Regions from separate parts of the Mus musculus genome. Here all the other regions are linked to region 5. Evidence: chromatin contacts called from public Hi-C and HiChIP or PLAC-seq data. All regions are on one chromosome and are shown on one strand. The core of a region is the stretch at or near the end of the contact, and the rest is flanking DNA. Distances in the headings are between cores, read along the strand shown.

Evidence for each region. A called contact is a pair of places that touch in the nucleus more often than the background predicts. HiChIP or PLAC-seq counts read pairs in DNA pulled down with a chosen protein or histone mark.
Region 1: a Hi-C map of cerebellar granule neurons shows a contact between it and region 5, with 1.7 times the contacts expected there. The contact joins two enhancer-like sites. A contact is called at or near these places in 4 of 484 Hi-C or Micro-C datasets (the N1E-115 cell line, cerebellar granule neurons and cerebellum) and 5 of 115 datasets of contacts at active chromatin or transcription factors (cardiomyocytes, embryonic basal ganglia, embryonic fibroblasts and 2 more).
Region 2: a contact with region 5 is called in a Hi-C map of bone marrow-derived macrophages, with 2.9 times the contacts expected there. The contact joins two enhancer-like sites. A contact is called at or near these places in 1 of 484 Hi-C or Micro-C datasets (bone marrow-derived macrophages) and 5 of 115 datasets of contacts at active chromatin or transcription factors (bone marrow-derived macrophages, cardiomyocytes, effector CD8 T cells and 2 more).
Region 3: an H3K27ac HiChIP or PLAC-seq map of neural progenitor cells shows a contact between it and region 5, with 2.3 times the contacts expected there. The contact joins two enhancer-like sites. A contact is called at or near these places in 5 of 115 datasets of contacts at active chromatin or transcription factors (astrocytes, bone marrow-derived macrophages, cardiomyocytes and 2 more).
Region 4: a Hi-C map of cerebellum shows a contact between it and region 5, with 1.6 times the contacts expected there. The contact joins two enhancer-like sites. A contact is called at or near these places in 2 of 484 Hi-C or Micro-C datasets (cerebellar granule neurons and cerebellum) and 7 of 115 datasets of contacts at active chromatin or transcription factors (astrocytes, embryonic hindbrain, embryonic stem cells and 3 more).

What each region holds. Positions count from the first base shown.
Region 1 is chr14:25,073,563-25,076,262 of GRCm38.p6, forward strand. No RefSeq gene overlaps it. Among named protein-coding and RNA genes, the nearest start is that of Gm41112, 24 kb to the left of the region's middle. Within about 2 kb of position 1,324, at least 18 of the 459 cell types and tissues checked have an H3K27ac peak or open chromatin away from gene starts, as enhancers often do. A contact at or near this core is called in cerebellar granule neurons and cerebellum, where this site is marked.
Region 2 is chr14:25,639,232-25,641,931 of GRCm38.p6, forward strand. The region is part of intron 7 of Zmiz1 (zinc finger, MIZ-type containing 1); the gene reads left to right. Among named protein-coding and RNA genes, the nearest start is that of Gm52102, 21 kb to the right of the region's middle. Within about 2 kb of position 1,305, at least 130 of the 459 cell types and tissues checked have an H3K27ac peak or open chromatin away from gene starts, as enhancers often do. A contact at or near this core is called in bone marrow-derived macrophages, where this site is marked.
Region 3 is chr14:24,938,481-24,941,211 of GRCm38.p6, forward strand. No RefSeq gene overlaps it. Among named protein-coding and RNA genes, the nearest start is that of Gm32068, 11 kb to the right of the region's middle. Within about 2 kb of position 1,266, at least 60 of the 459 cell types and tissues checked have an H3K27ac peak or open chromatin away from gene starts, as enhancers often do. A contact at or near this core is called in astrocytes and neural progenitor cells, where this site is marked.
Region 4 is chr14:24,958,885-24,961,766 of GRCm38.p6, forward strand. All of the region lies in intron 2 of Gm32068 (a long non-coding RNA gene), which reads left to right. Among named protein-coding and RNA genes, the nearest start is that of Gm32068, 9.9 kb to the left of the region's middle. Within about 2 kb of position 1,312, at least 76 of the 459 cell types and tissues checked have an H3K27ac peak or open chromatin away from gene starts, as enhancers often do. A contact at or near this core is called in cerebellar granule neurons and cerebellum, where this site is marked.
Region 5 is chr14:25,370,469-25,373,355 of GRCm38.p6, forward strand. The region is part of intron 1 of Zmiz1os1 (a long non-coding RNA gene); the gene reads right to left. Among named protein-coding and RNA genes, the nearest start is that of Gm41113, 7.4 kb to the right of the region's middle. Within about 2 kb of position 1,348, at least 161 of the 459 cell types and tissues checked have an H3K27ac peak or open chromatin away from gene starts, as enhancers often do. A contact at or near this core is called in astrocytes, bone marrow-derived macrophages, cerebellar granule neurons and 2 more, where this site is marked.

The sequences.
Region 1 (2,700 bases), core at 74-2,573, 300 kb before region 5:
CACACACACACACACACGTTCACAGACATACACAGACACATGGATAGAGACACACACTGACATACGTAGACACACACATAAAGACACGCACAGAGACATACACACACAGATGCAAAATATATACACAACAGAGACACACAGATGAAAGACACACAAAGGAGCACATACATATAAGCACTGACATGCATACAGAGATGTGCACTCGAGCACACACACACACACACACACACACACACAGAGAGAGAGAGAGAGAGAGAGAGAGAGAGAGAGAGAGAGAGCTATCATCACAGGGCATCACTTGAAACCTGCCACTTTCATAGAAACCCACCGCAGCCTCCTCTTGCCTTAGACCAACATGCAGATGCCTTTGCTTAGGGTTCAAGGCTTTTTGTGTTCAACGGTCTCTTGTTGCTTCCTTTCTTTTTGCTCACTATTCTCACCCCGAGACCGCAGCACACAGGCTTGAGGGAGCACCTCCATTGTATCATGTCTGTTGTCTATCATTGTCTCTGCCTCTGCTCCTCCTAGCTCCCCCCACCTACTGTCTCTGGAAACCTTACCATTTGTCTCACAGCTAATTCCCCTTTCCTCAGGAAAGCCCCGCCCCTAGAAGAACTGACTGTGTTGTGTGTTGTCACCATACCTGGACATCTTCCTGTTCCACGTCAGCTCATTCATATTCCCCACAATGAAAATACCCTTTTCATTATGTAGCGCCTTTGCTGTGGTTGGTCCTGAAGATGCAGGAGAGAGCAGAGATAGAATCACTGGAGCAGAACTCAGGTCTACACCACACGGGTTGTACTCTATGGGGCCGTCCCAGCTCGGAAAGTTAAGATGGGCTCATGAACTTCACTAGACACAGGCATGTGATCAAATCAATGAATGAATGAATGACCCAACAAATGAAAGGTAAGGTGTGTCAGTGGAAGGTGACTGTCACAAAGCAACATTTTGCAGGGTAGAAGGAGCTGGGGCTCTGCCCAGAAGCACAGAAGTTGCCTTCCACAGGGCTGGGCTCCCAGGAACTAGAAGCATTCATGCAGAGGGAAGCCATCTGTCAAAAAGGTTCCCGAAAAGACTTAGAATTGGCTGAGATTCAGGCTGCAGTGCTATAGGCTCATGGCCCAGCCCCACCACCGACTTGATGTACAACCTCAGGTAGACCTTGGGGAGAGGTCATAGTCTCTTTGAGCCTCAGTTTCCACATCTGCCCCCTTCTCCCAGTTTCTCTACGAAGACAGTGGATCCCAAGCAGCCCGTCCTAGAGCATCTTGCTAGTGGGAGGAAAAGCACCCCCTTCTTCCCGCATGCTGGCGGCTGTCAACCATCCCCTCCCACAGCAGAGCATGGTTAGAGTTTGGATGCAGATGTGGAAGGTGAATAGAAAGGTAGGACACATGTCTGGAAGGGGATGAGAGAAACCCTGAGGAGCGGGGGAAAGAAACTGGAGTGACAGTTATGTGTTGTAGTGCATGCTGGAGGTTTCCCAGGAGAGACAGCACGGCAGGGAAATCCTGCCGCTTTCATAGAAACCCACTGCAGCCTCCCCTGGGCAGTTAAGTCCTTGGAGAAAGGAGAAACTGATGTGGGTCCAGGTCTGAGCCTGCAAGGCAAAGCCGCCAGGACCCCAAGGAGGCTTCAGCACAAGGATGCTCTGGCACACCACGTGCTCTTCCCTAACCTAGACCAAACACTGCTGTGCTTTGGATGGTAAGTGTTCCTCAAAGGCCTGTGAGTTGACAGGTTGGTTCCTAGCCTGTGCTATTGTTAGGGTGTGATAAGACCTTTTAACTGTAGAGACCCAACAGGAGAAGGTAAGGTCCCTGGGAAAGTGTCTTTGAAGACATATTGGAATCTGACCCCTACCCTCTCTTTGCTTTGTTTCCCAGAAGGATGTGGGCCTCGGGCCTCAGGCCTCTTTGCCACCATGCTGGTCCTGTGATACCCCTAGTCAAAAAGCAACATGGCTGGACAGGATGGACCAAAATCTCAGGTCTTCACTCCTTTGAGTTGACTGTGTCAGGTAACTTGTCAGTGTGACAGGAAACTGCCTTCCTTATACAGCTAGAGAGATCTTGCAGTGAGAGGCCAAGCTTCCTCAGAGAGAAGAGACAGTGGATGCGTCCCTGTGGAGGAAGTGCATTGCTGTTTCTCTTCTGGTTGGTTTTCCCTGTTTCCTGCCTTTGTTGGGCCTGTATTCTCCAGCTGCTCAGACTCTGAGCCACCCAGGCTGTGCACAGATGTGGAGGCCACAGCTGGTTCCTGGACTGGAGACTGTGAGGTTACTGTGCTCAGGACACGGGGGTCCTTAGAGGGAGCCGGTGTACCCAGGTGAGCAGGGAATTAACAGAACACTACTATTTAGGTCATTAGCCAGGCTCAGGATCTCCCCAGGGAGTTTGGGGCAGGGGCTGTAATTCTCCAGTGGCCATCTTTGTCTAAGCCACTCATCACTGTGAGGCCACCTGCCTGCTAGCCTGCTAGCCTGCTCCTCACAATTCTGCATGACCGTCTGTGGGTAGCACGGACATCTCTGTGTCATCTCTGAGTTCTGTAGAGACATGGGGACATGGGTAATAGGGCCCATTGGCTCTCCCCATCAGCTGCTAAAGAGAAACTATGTCAGAGAAGGAAGCCCAGTGTGGCCTCCCCTATAGTTATCCTCCCTGCCTGCCCTCCCTCCTCACAGCCCATACA
Region 2 (2,700 bases), core at 55-2,554, 270 kb after region 5:
AGTGTCCCTGAGGTGATCTGGACTTTATCCCAACAACGTCTGTTTCCTCATCCCAGGTTTTTAATGAGTGGTTTAAAAAGCCATTTGTGATTAGCACATTGTCTCTATGCAAATCGGTGTCGCAAAGCTAATTAAGAGTCTAATAAATCTTGTTTATCTATTAATTTGATTACAATCAAAGCCGCTGGAGCCTCTGAGATCAAGGGTGAGCTCCTGCCTCCTCCAGGGCCAGGGATTTGCTACAATCTAAAGCGAGGCCCCGGAATGCTAGGTGGAGGCATGGCATGGCATGGGGCCGTGAGACTGGACACCAGTTTCTGACCCACAGTTTCCTCATCTGTGGGAAGAAGATTAGAACCAAGCCTGGTGCACGGGGATCCCCAGGGACTTGTATGGCCTCCAAACACTAGCCTGATTTCCTCTTGACCGGCTCTTCCTCCCTTCCCAGCCCCTTCAGAGCAAGCAGGGGCTGGGGGTGGGGCAGTGGTAGAGTATTGTTTTGCAAACCCAAGGCCCTGGGTTCGATTGCCAACACTATAGAAAGCGAAACCAAAGGGTACCAAAGATACAGGCTGTATCCCACTCAGGAGAGGTGTGTGCAGGAGGGTCAAAAATCCAAGACCAACCTGGGCTACATAGTGAGGCTGTGTCTCAAAACAAAAGGAAAAACACAAGTTGTATGAGTTGTTATTTTTTGCACAGCTGTACCAGGCTCTGTTGGTAGTAGGCTCTTCTTGCCCCCACCCCAGAAAATTATTTTTAACAAGAGAGCAAAAACGGCCACTGAGGTAGCCCAGTGGACAAAGGCACCTGACAACTACTTTGTTTGATCTCCTGGAACCAACATCATGGAGGGAGAGAACCAACTCCCACAGGTTGTCCTCTGACCTACGCATGTGTGCTGTGGCCTAGTGTTTCTACACACACGCACACACAATTCCCTTTTCCAAGACAGGGTCTTACTGTGTAGCTCTGGCTGACCTGGAACTCATTATGTAAACCAACCTGGCCTCTGGAAATTCACCTGCCTCTGCCTCCTGAGTGCTGGGATTAAACTTAAGCACCATCACACCATTTAATTAATTAGTTAATTAATTAATAAGAAAAGCTCAGAGGAGGAGCCTCAGGTCACTAACAGTGCTGATCACTGAGACTGGCCAGTGCTTACGCCTCTCCCAAAGGCCTGGCATGCATCTCCCAGAGCCCTTCTCCCTGACACCTTTTGCCACTCAGTCCCCTCCCACTCCAGTCCCTTTTCCCTGCTGGCACAGGAGCTTGGTTTGTCCTTGGTTTGCAGAGACAGGGGTGAGAGTCCAGGCAGAGGTGACACATCACAGGCCTGATGCTGTGGTTGCCTGTCAAGTCAGAGCCCTTAGAAGGCGATGAGTCACAGTGTGCTGGTGGATGCCACTTCTGTCGTGAGGCCTGGGTCCGCCCCCCTTGTGCCTGTCACTTGCTTCTCCAGCATGCGTCCAGCAGCCCCCGGGCCCTGTGCACACTAAGTAGATGGCCACCTTTGTTCTGAGACAGGGAACCTACTGGCCAGGCAGTGGAGAGCCCACTTGGGAAATGTTGGCTAGCTTTGTACTCTGTCAGTGGTAGGCAGAACAGGAAAAGGTGGTTTCCTCCCACAAGGCCCAGCCATGGTGCTGAGGGTAGTAGGGGCCTTAGATACAGTAGCCTGGGAGCCAAGATGATGAGAGACAGGGGGCCCCCCTCCCCCCTGGACCTGTCCAGCTGCTTGTTAAAACCTGAATCAAATCTTCACGAGCCTGGAAGGTGGTAGGGAGTTTGTAAAGCAGTTCTGAAGGGTGGGGTGTGGTGGGGGAAAGACAGACTTTTTTGCTTTATTCGGTCACTCGAGATCGGTCACTCGAGAACCTCTGTCCAGCATACCAGAGCTGGGAATCCAGAAGGATAATGGATGGCCAGAGGTCTCCCTTTTCTGTGAAAACACGCTCTGCAGGGTGTCCCAGCCAGGTACTTTATGCCATCTGTGGCTCAGCCCCTCCCTTCTTGCCTGGCCACAGGCCTCACTTTCACAAGCTGCATTTAGTCCTCAGTCAGCCACCTGTGCTCCTGGGCCCTGCTCCTGAGCCATGCCGTTTCTCTCTCCAGTCTAGCCCTGATATCCCCCTCCTTGGACACCAAGAATACTGAGCCTGCTTCACTCTTATCCTCTTGGAGAATGTGCTGCTCAGACCCCAAGGCCTGTGCTCACATTGTGTTCTTGACTGAGCCTCTTGGTACTGATTCTTAGTCCACAGTGGCCGGTGTGTTGAGAGAACAGTATTTATTCATCTGCACTGTGGTTGTTTTTTTTTTTAAGATTTATTTATTATATGTAAATACACTGTAGCTGTCTTCAGACTCCCCAGAAGAGGGCATCAGATCTCATTACAGATGGTTGTGAGCCACCATGTGGTTACTGGGATTTGAACTCAAGACCTTTGGAAGAGCAGTCAGTGCTCTTAACTACTGAGCCATCTCCCGCCTGTGTTTTGTGTTGTTTAGTTTGGGTTTAGAGTTTAGGGTTATTGTTTTGTTTTGTTTTTGAGACGGGGCTTCATACAGCCCAGGCTAGACCCAAACTTTCCATGTAGCCAAGGATAACCTTGAACCTCCGATTCTCCCGTCTTCTCCTCTGAGATAATAGGGTAATTGTAAATATTTCTCTCCGGGCGTGTCTGTGCAGTGATG
Region 3 (2,731 bases), core at 16-2,515, 430 kb before region 5:
CCATGAAGGATTGACCCCTTTTGCAAACCTCTAGCTCCAAAAAATATTTACAATTCATAACTAGCAAAATCACAGTTATGAAATAGCAATAAAAAAATTTTATGGTTGGAGGATCACCTCAACATAAGGAACTGTATTAAAGTGTCACAGCATTGAGAAGCACTGGCCTAGACTGTCTACACTGCCCTATAGTCATCGGTGTCAGAAACAGATTGAATCGCTGTGTGTCAGAGTGGCATTAGGGAGCCAGAAAACTAGTGCTAGAAAAAAAAATTTACCTGATTGGTGTGATAAAGAAAGCAGGACTCGCTATCTAAAGAAGGGAAAACACACAGGCTACACCATACCCCAGTGGAAAATTCAGCTTTACCCTGTAGGAGCAGGTCGCTACTGTTCTGCCAGTTGGTGGAAGATGGAGTGAATTTCTCAGGAGAAACTAATCCATTGTGCAAGGAGAAAGAAAAACAAAAACTAGGTACCCTTAGGGAGAGCTCTTGTGATTGACAGGGCCATGAGCTGAGCCTGTGGGACCATGGCCATGGCTGTGCTGTAAGCTGGCTGCTGCTGGGTCCAAGCTAGATATTGACCACCAGTCTCCTTCTAAAAGTGAACGCTGGGATGCTTTTCTGAGTTTCATTTGTGGCAAACTAGAGTACCATCATTCACCCCAGGCCCTTGCTGAAGCTGAAGACCTCTTGGTGTGAGAGAAGAGACAAGTGTGGGAGAACCATGGAGGATGGGAGGAGGGAGGAGGGAGGAGGGAGGGCTTTGGGAACTAGAGGAGCTATGGCGTGTATTCAGTTTCCTTCTTGTTCACTACATATGCCAGTCGGGTGCTGCTGAGGCTTCTGACCCATAAACTTCAACAACAGGAATGGAAAGGAGAGAGAGAGAACGAGCAAGAGAGAGAGAGAGAGAGAGAGAGAGAGAGAGAGAGAGAGAGAGAGAGGAAACCTATTACCCATAACTAAAGGACCAGATCCAGGGCACCCTAAGGACAGAAACTATTCGTAGTGATATCCGCACTACTCCAGCTGAGCACTGGCAGAAACCCTCACCTGCACACACACACACAGACACACAGTTTTACAGACTGGAGCCAGGAACTGGCCTTCCACTGGCCCTCATGTCTCCCTCTGCTTCACGGGCTCAGAAAGGGCTCTGCTCCCTCATCGGAGCGATGCCAAATGGGGAGGAATAGAGAGACCTTTCATCTCCCCCCAGCGGAACTAGGCACTGCTCCAATTTCTGTGCCAAGACAGCGTTGGCTGGGTTGAGTGGGGAGCTGCTCTTTAATTCCTTTCCCAGAGGAAACAGTCTGCGTGCCAGTGCCCCCATGGTTGTATCAGTGGCCTCCAGTAGGGAGCTGAGGGTACACTCAGGAAGCCAGGAAAGGGCCTTCTAAGAGGAAAGAGTCCAGGCCCTTTTCCCTTCTTACTCTGGAATCAGTGGGTCCGTTAGAGGAGCTGCACTTCTACCTCCTGATCACCACACAGGAGCATAGATGGTGGGAAGCAAGACTATGACCCTTTCAGTCCCTGGTGTCAGCTCTGTGCTGTGTGAGCTTCCTCCCCAGCAACAAAGCCAGTGAGTCAGCCCTTTACTTTAGCCTCCTTAGTGACAGTGGCCCCTGCTGGAAGCTGAATACAGGGACTCCTCCAGCTCTCCATCATGTCTTTTAAAATGGACAGCTTGGTTTCTTTTAACAGAGAAGAGAATCAAATAGAATTGAGTTTCATGACATCATGTGTAAAGTGCCAAGGCTATAGCAATAACAAAACTAGGTCCTATTGCAAGCAGGAGAACATGCTGAGTAACGATGATAACCAGCAGGAAAATGATTCAAATATCGGAAGGATCTGCCAAGGACTTTAAGGCAGTCATTGTGAAAGTTCATCAATAAGTAATTATGAATTCTCTTCAAGCAAATGAAAAGGGTATCTCAGTAAAGAAACAGAAACTGAAAAGCAAGAAAAATGGATGTTGTAGAGAATGCAATAACAAACAAATAAAATTTATCTGAATGGACTTAAAAGCAGAGCAAAGATGAAGAAGGGCAGAAATAATTACGGAGCTAGAGGGCAGATGGACAGAACATACACAATTTGGTCAACAGGTTAAATAGACAAAACTAGGAAGTCTTAGGGACCTAGCTGACCACATCAGAAGATATGTCTTACTGAAATTATAGAAATGAAGATCTGTAAAGGCTTACTGATCTAAATTTAGCAGGAGAAACCAGATTCAGGAGGTAGAATCTCATACAAACCCAAGAAAATCCATGACCAAGTACAACACATTTATAGTTCTGAAAACTACAAAAACCCACCTGAAAGAAACAACACAGAAAGATGTTCCCTTCATGTTGATTACTTTATTCTAAAGGTCCAGCTTGAAATGGCCTCATTGTGAGTAGCATGCAGAGGCTGGGGTGCAGGAGAGAACGAACATTTCAGTACTTATATAAATCCGAGTAGGCCATGGGTCAATTCTCAAGGACAATTTAAAGACCTCTTGTGGAGCGAACAGGAAATAGAGCAGAAAACAGACATGAGCAGCAAGAACCATGGTGGGAGGAGCTCAGTAGGAGCCGTGGTGGGAGGAGTTCTATTTTTTTGGTGGTGGGGGTGGGGGGTCGAGACAGGGTTTCTCTGTACAGACAGCCCTGGCTGTCCTGGAACTCACTCTGTAGACCAGGCTGCCTTCAAACTCAGAAACCTGCCTACCTCTG
Region 4 (2,882 bases), core at 62-2,561, 410 kb before region 5:
GAGGAGGCAGGCCCTTCGAGAGTGTGCCTCCAGTGGCGTGTTTCTTCCAATCAGGCCTCACCTCCTGGTGGCCCATGCAGCTTTAGATGCATCCACTGAGGGAGAAGGAGCCATCCAATGTTGTCTAGGTGTCACCGGGCCCTTCATGCATGAGCCTTGGCGGGTAAGCATCTGTATTGAAACAATGCCAGGCTGGATGTAGGCTGTCCTCCAAAGATAGGTGTGGAGAAGGCTTATTTCTCATCCTATTGTGCTACTAGGAAGTGGTACAGTTTTCAAAATGTGGAATCTTATGGGAAGAATTTACACCACTGAGTGTGTGTATCACCCACTGCCCATTTGCTTCCTATCCACCACGAGGTGAAAACCTTCCTTTGCCACACTCTCACTGTGAAAACAGTAGCTGGAATGACCCCTTGCCTTTGCTAAACTGATTGTCTAGGGTCATTTGTTACAGTGACAAGCGACTGATAGTCATCCCAGGCTAAGCTCTGACTTTGCCCTCCAGGGATTACAGTTGGCTACACCCTCTACCTCTCCTGGCCCTCTCTTTGGGTTGCCCCTGCCCATAGGGAACATCAGGGTATGCAGCAGATCCCCAAATCCACCTGTGTGTATGCACTGGAGCCCTGTCAAAGCAGAAACAGAGCCCAAAAGATGATTTGGGTGCCAGTATGAACCTGATACTGTAGCGTTTTCCTTGCCCAGGGGCACCAAGCAGAGCCTGCTGCCTGGGTGGGCTCCATGTCTGCAGAAGACCCAGTTCTAACATCACAGACAGTACCTTCTACAAATGTCCTTTGGTGACAGGGGTAGGCAACCCTTTCCCCTCCCCAAAACCTCTTTTATAATGGAAACAGTCTCATTCATGAGGGTCTTCCCTAACAAACACCAAACCCTGTAAAGGCCCACCCCTCAATGGCATTGCACTGTGTGTTCGTGATTAAAATAAACTTGAGGGTAGAGTCACAAACCATAGTAGGTTTCTGCGTGATTTTAGTTGGGATTTCTTTAGAACTCGACCTCCTTCTCTCCTATTCCCCTGAACTTTGACTCAGACAGAGGTAGAAAGAGGCTGGCAAACAGGTGACAGAGACAGAGTGGGGGGGGGGGGGGAGGAGGAGGAAAAGTGGGTGGACCTAGAGAGGATAAGAGAGGCAGAGGAAGAAAGAGTAGAAAGAGGCAGTGATGGAGGCTGAGAGAGCAAGCCTGTGGTGAGAGGGGAGGGGAGGGCACGCTGCAGACTGCAGGCCTGGCCCAGGCAGTGATGAAAGGCTGGCTGGCCCTGTACCGTCTGCCTCCGGCATGCAGCCCAACTCACAGCGGTAGCAGTTGGACCAGGCACTTGGCTCTCTCTGCTGAGCCCAGGCCTCTGTCCCTGACCTCAGCACAGCTGCAGAACCTTTGTGCCCTTCTATGGAAGCTACCAGGCTCCCTGCCTGCTTTGAGGCCCGAGGAGTGGGCATTAGTAGTATCTGTTCTCCATGCTTGTCTGTGCCAGGGAAAGAAACATGTGCCATCAGCTGGGCTTATCCAGAGACCCACTGCATTGGCATGGAGATGAGGCATGTGTCTCCTGTGACAGTGTCTTGCCTTCTTAATCAGGGACTTACTGAGGAGTGTGTTGAAATCAGCTGGCATTTCTTAAGCTCAACAAATAGGGATCTAGTATCTCCCTCTAGGGTAGCATGTTTCAGAGGATTCAGAATCCTCCTCCGTTCCCATTTCTTGTATTTTCCTTAATGTCCCCAGCCCATGGAGACTACCCCATAAGGAGCAGGGTTCTAAAACGACACATGACTTGTCAGGCAGGGTCAGCTTCTGAAGGGACAGCCAGGCTCGGAGAGGCTTCAGTGTGTGAACTCTGCTGGCTTCCAAGTCTGTGGATCAGGGCTAGGGGCTAACTGTGGGTGGGCCTCAGGAGCCAGGTTGGCGGGTGTCAGCCAGCTACAACCCCAGCCCCCACCGTGTGTTGTGGAGACAGTGCTATAAACTTCAGGATGCAGTGTGAGTCAGCTGCGTAGTCTTTAAAGAGATGAGACTCTTTTATAATTCTTTCCCTTGAAGGTCTGCTCATGGTTTTTGCTTTCCTACATTTGACTGGGACCAGAGCCCAGAAGCTTGCTGGGTGGCTGGGGACAGACATGGCCCTGGGACCTAAGGCATGGTCAGAAGTAATTGATGTGGAATGAGATGAGGAAATCATTTCCCTCAATTCCTCCAGAGTCTGAAGCAGAGATTCACGTTGGTTCAAGAGGCAGCAGATGGACCCAATAGGAGTTGCAGGGTGGGTCTTGTGGGAGGGAGCCAGGAAGGAGGGGAGGGAGGGATGAGAAAACAGAGCCAGAGAGGTATCTTGTGGGCTGTGAGGCTTTGAGTTTCGTAATGTTGTTGGTCGTCCTTGCCTTGATGGCCTCAATATAATTCTGACATTTATTATATACCAGTAGACAGTGAGCTCTTGGGACACAGGCTTGGTCTAGAAAGGTGTCCAAGATCCTTCCAGGAGTCGGAGGTAGTTAGGGGCAGGAATCTGTTGCCTTTTTCAGAGCTTGGAATTAGAGGTTGAAGCCATGCCTGCCCAAATAGTTAGGGCCCAAAGGCCTCAGCTGACATATGGGTTATAGATGCTTGGGAACTGCAGCCAGAGTACAGGGTTCGAGGGTGACAGGCACGATGCTAGATAGTGAACCAGGATCAGCAGACTCTGCCAGGCAAGAGGGAGGCAGAGCCTGCTATGTGGAGATGTCCTTGGCAACAGGGTAGTCTAGTGAAGAGGCAGATGCAAGATCATCCCTCCCTTTCCAGATGCTTCTGCTGGGTGGAGGGACAGGAAGAGGAAGGGAAGGAGGGAGAGGAGGAGAAAGAGGAGGAGCGAGGGA
Region 5 (2,887 bases), core at 98-2,597:
GGCCGGCAGGTCCCCTCAGAGCCCTGGGACCCAGATGGTCATCCCAGCATTAGGTAAGGCATCACAGCAGCAGCGAGAGAGAATGTACTGCCAGCCAAAGCCACCAAAGCCCCCATTCTAGCCAGGGGCCTCACTGTCTTCCCTCCTGAAGCCTAGCTATTGCTGTGTCTGGGAGGCCCATGGGACATCAGAGATGCTGAAATTTGGAAGCTACAGTTCAGAGTGGCCACATTCAGGAGGCCATAGCCCAGAACAGTCATGTCCTCCCAAGAAAAGCCTCTGCCATTTCTGTTGCTGATCTGTCAGCAGACCAAAAAAAACCTGTCCTCTCCTCAGTCTTACAACCAGGCTGTGAATCCAAGTCAGCTCCAGACCTCTGCATCTCCCTTGGGGTTGCGTGGGCTCAGGAAAAGCACTAATAATAGACTCTAATACTCCTTAAGGGCCTGCCAGAGACAGCTAGGAGTTCTCAGAGCTTCATGGGTAAAAACCAATCCCTGTAATGTGTAAAAAAAACAACCCTGAGAGGCAAGTCTGTTGAGGTCTCCACTTTACAGATGAGGAAATGGAGACCCGGAGAAGATGTAAAGATCCTAAGTCATACACCAGGAAATGAGGAAGCCAGAAGTCAGCCTGGCAGCCTGGCTCTGGAGCCAGTGTCCTCAGAAATATCATCTGTCTAAAGCCACTGTGAGTCCCATACTGCACTACGTCAGGGAGCTGAGACATATCACCTCGGGCTCAGGCGTGACGTGTCAAGAAGTGAACTGCCCATCACAGACACACAGCTGCCTTGGTGGAAATGTTTAAGCAGTGGGTAAGGACAAGCCTAGGTCACCTCTGCATCAGACAGAATAGACAAATGTCCCTGAGGCCAGGCCTTAAAGTCTTGGAGGAAGTGTGGGGACCTTAGGGAAACATGAATACTGACACAAGTTCATTCAATCACATGCTTATGAACATGTGCTCACATGCACATGTGTGAGCTTGTACATATGTGTCCCTGGACACAGTAGCTATTCTGGTGAACAAAGGATATTACTAAGTCCCTGCAAGTGTGGAAGCCCCTGGCTACAGAAGTATGTTCCCCCTTAACAAGTGCCTAGAGGACACTCCCTTCCCCCTTCTCAGCCTCACTTTCCCCACTGTTTGAGGAAGGGGTTGTCTGAGGTCATCTCCAAGGTCTTGGGCTTCTTGCCGCCTGGCCAGTCACCTGCAACTCTCTGTCCCCAGAGCTGGCAGGAGCTGTGACTCAGAAGCAAGAAGCAGCATAGGAGCTGCCCACTGCCCCCTTCCCCCAACACACACACAAAGGGCATCTTGTTACCACAGCCTGCCAGCAGGCAAGGGAGGGCTGGGAGGTAAGGGACCAGGATGCCTGTGTCAGCAGGACTGGGGGTAGGGCTCAGTTAGAGGCTCTGCCAGGGCCATCGGCTGGCTGGCCAAGGATCCCCAGCAGTGGGCAAGGCCTTGGGCAGGCAGGCAGCCCTGAAGAGCAGTCTCAGGAAATGGCCGGCCCCCAGGCTTCTGTATGCAACCGTGTTTGTCAAGCTCCTTTTTAGTATCATTATTTTTCATTTGGATTCTAAATGAACCTTGTGCACCCAGCAGCAGCCTCAGGCCTGGAATTTCCCAGCTGTGTGGGCTGAAACCACAGCCCCTGCTCAGAGCTTACCAGATGTGAGCACAGTCACTCTTCCAATCTGCAAAATGGGAGTGCTGAGTGGAGAAGATGCTTAAATCACACTCTCCAGTGGGGCAGACACCACCTCCCAGAGGAGCCCCAACACTGGTCAGGACACCCTGGTACCTTTCTTGTTGCTACTGGCTCTGTCACTTCCTTGCTTTGGATCCTAAGGCAAAGCACTTATCCCTTCTTACCTCCGTTCTCTAGCCAGTAAAATGGGGATGGCTGAAAGGCAGCAGAAACTAAATAGAAGATTCTTTCTGGGCATTACCTGGCATCATATTCTGACACTGAACAAAGGACAAGCTGGAAGACACTCAGATTGTCCGTGCTAGTAAATAAATCAGTCTGCAGTTCTGTTCCCATAAGCGTATGAATGGTGTGCATACATATGTACATGCGTGCATAAGTGGACAGGCAGGAATTCTCCCAGGCCAGTACTTGAGCATTGAGGCCATTATGTGAACAGTACGGGGTCCAAAGCAAAGGCTCTTTGAGGCCCTTGACCTCCTTAGGACAACTGGACTCTTGTGGCTGGTTTGTGATATCCAGCTAGCCACATCCTTGCAGAGCAAACTGGTGGCTGCAGACGCTGCATCCTCCGAGCACTGGGTGGAGCTAGTGGCCAGCTGCCCCCTAAAGCATGCATTACAGTCCCAAGGAGCAATACATGCTCATAAACACCCCCTAGAGTTGCACTCCCAACATTTTCCATAAACTTCTATGCATGGGCATCTCCTCGGATCAGTATCTGTAGGTCTCTTACACCCCAGAGAAAGGATTCTGCATTCTGTCAGGAACATCTAACTGACAGGCTTTCAAAAACTAATGTGTAATGGGTACTGGTTAGTCTACCAGATCCTCCAAATGCTACCGAGCTCCCAATGTTCTTTGTCCCACTTGATGCATGAAAGTGAGGCCCAAACAGGCGAAGGTAAGTCAGGCCCGTGGGATCAGAAAATGAAAAGGGTAGGCACAGATTGAGCCAGGGGAGGGGGTGGGTATGAAGGACCATAACCCAGAAACCTAGACAGAACACAGCCTTAGTTGTGGGCTTGGAGATAGCTATGAACGGTCGGCAGGCGAGAAAACAAGCCTGCATGCGTAAAGACTCTCTTCTACCATCCTCTACTCCTGGGGAAGATCTTAAGACTTCTTGGCAAACAGTGTTTCCTTTTGGGCAGTGCCCAGGTAGAGCAT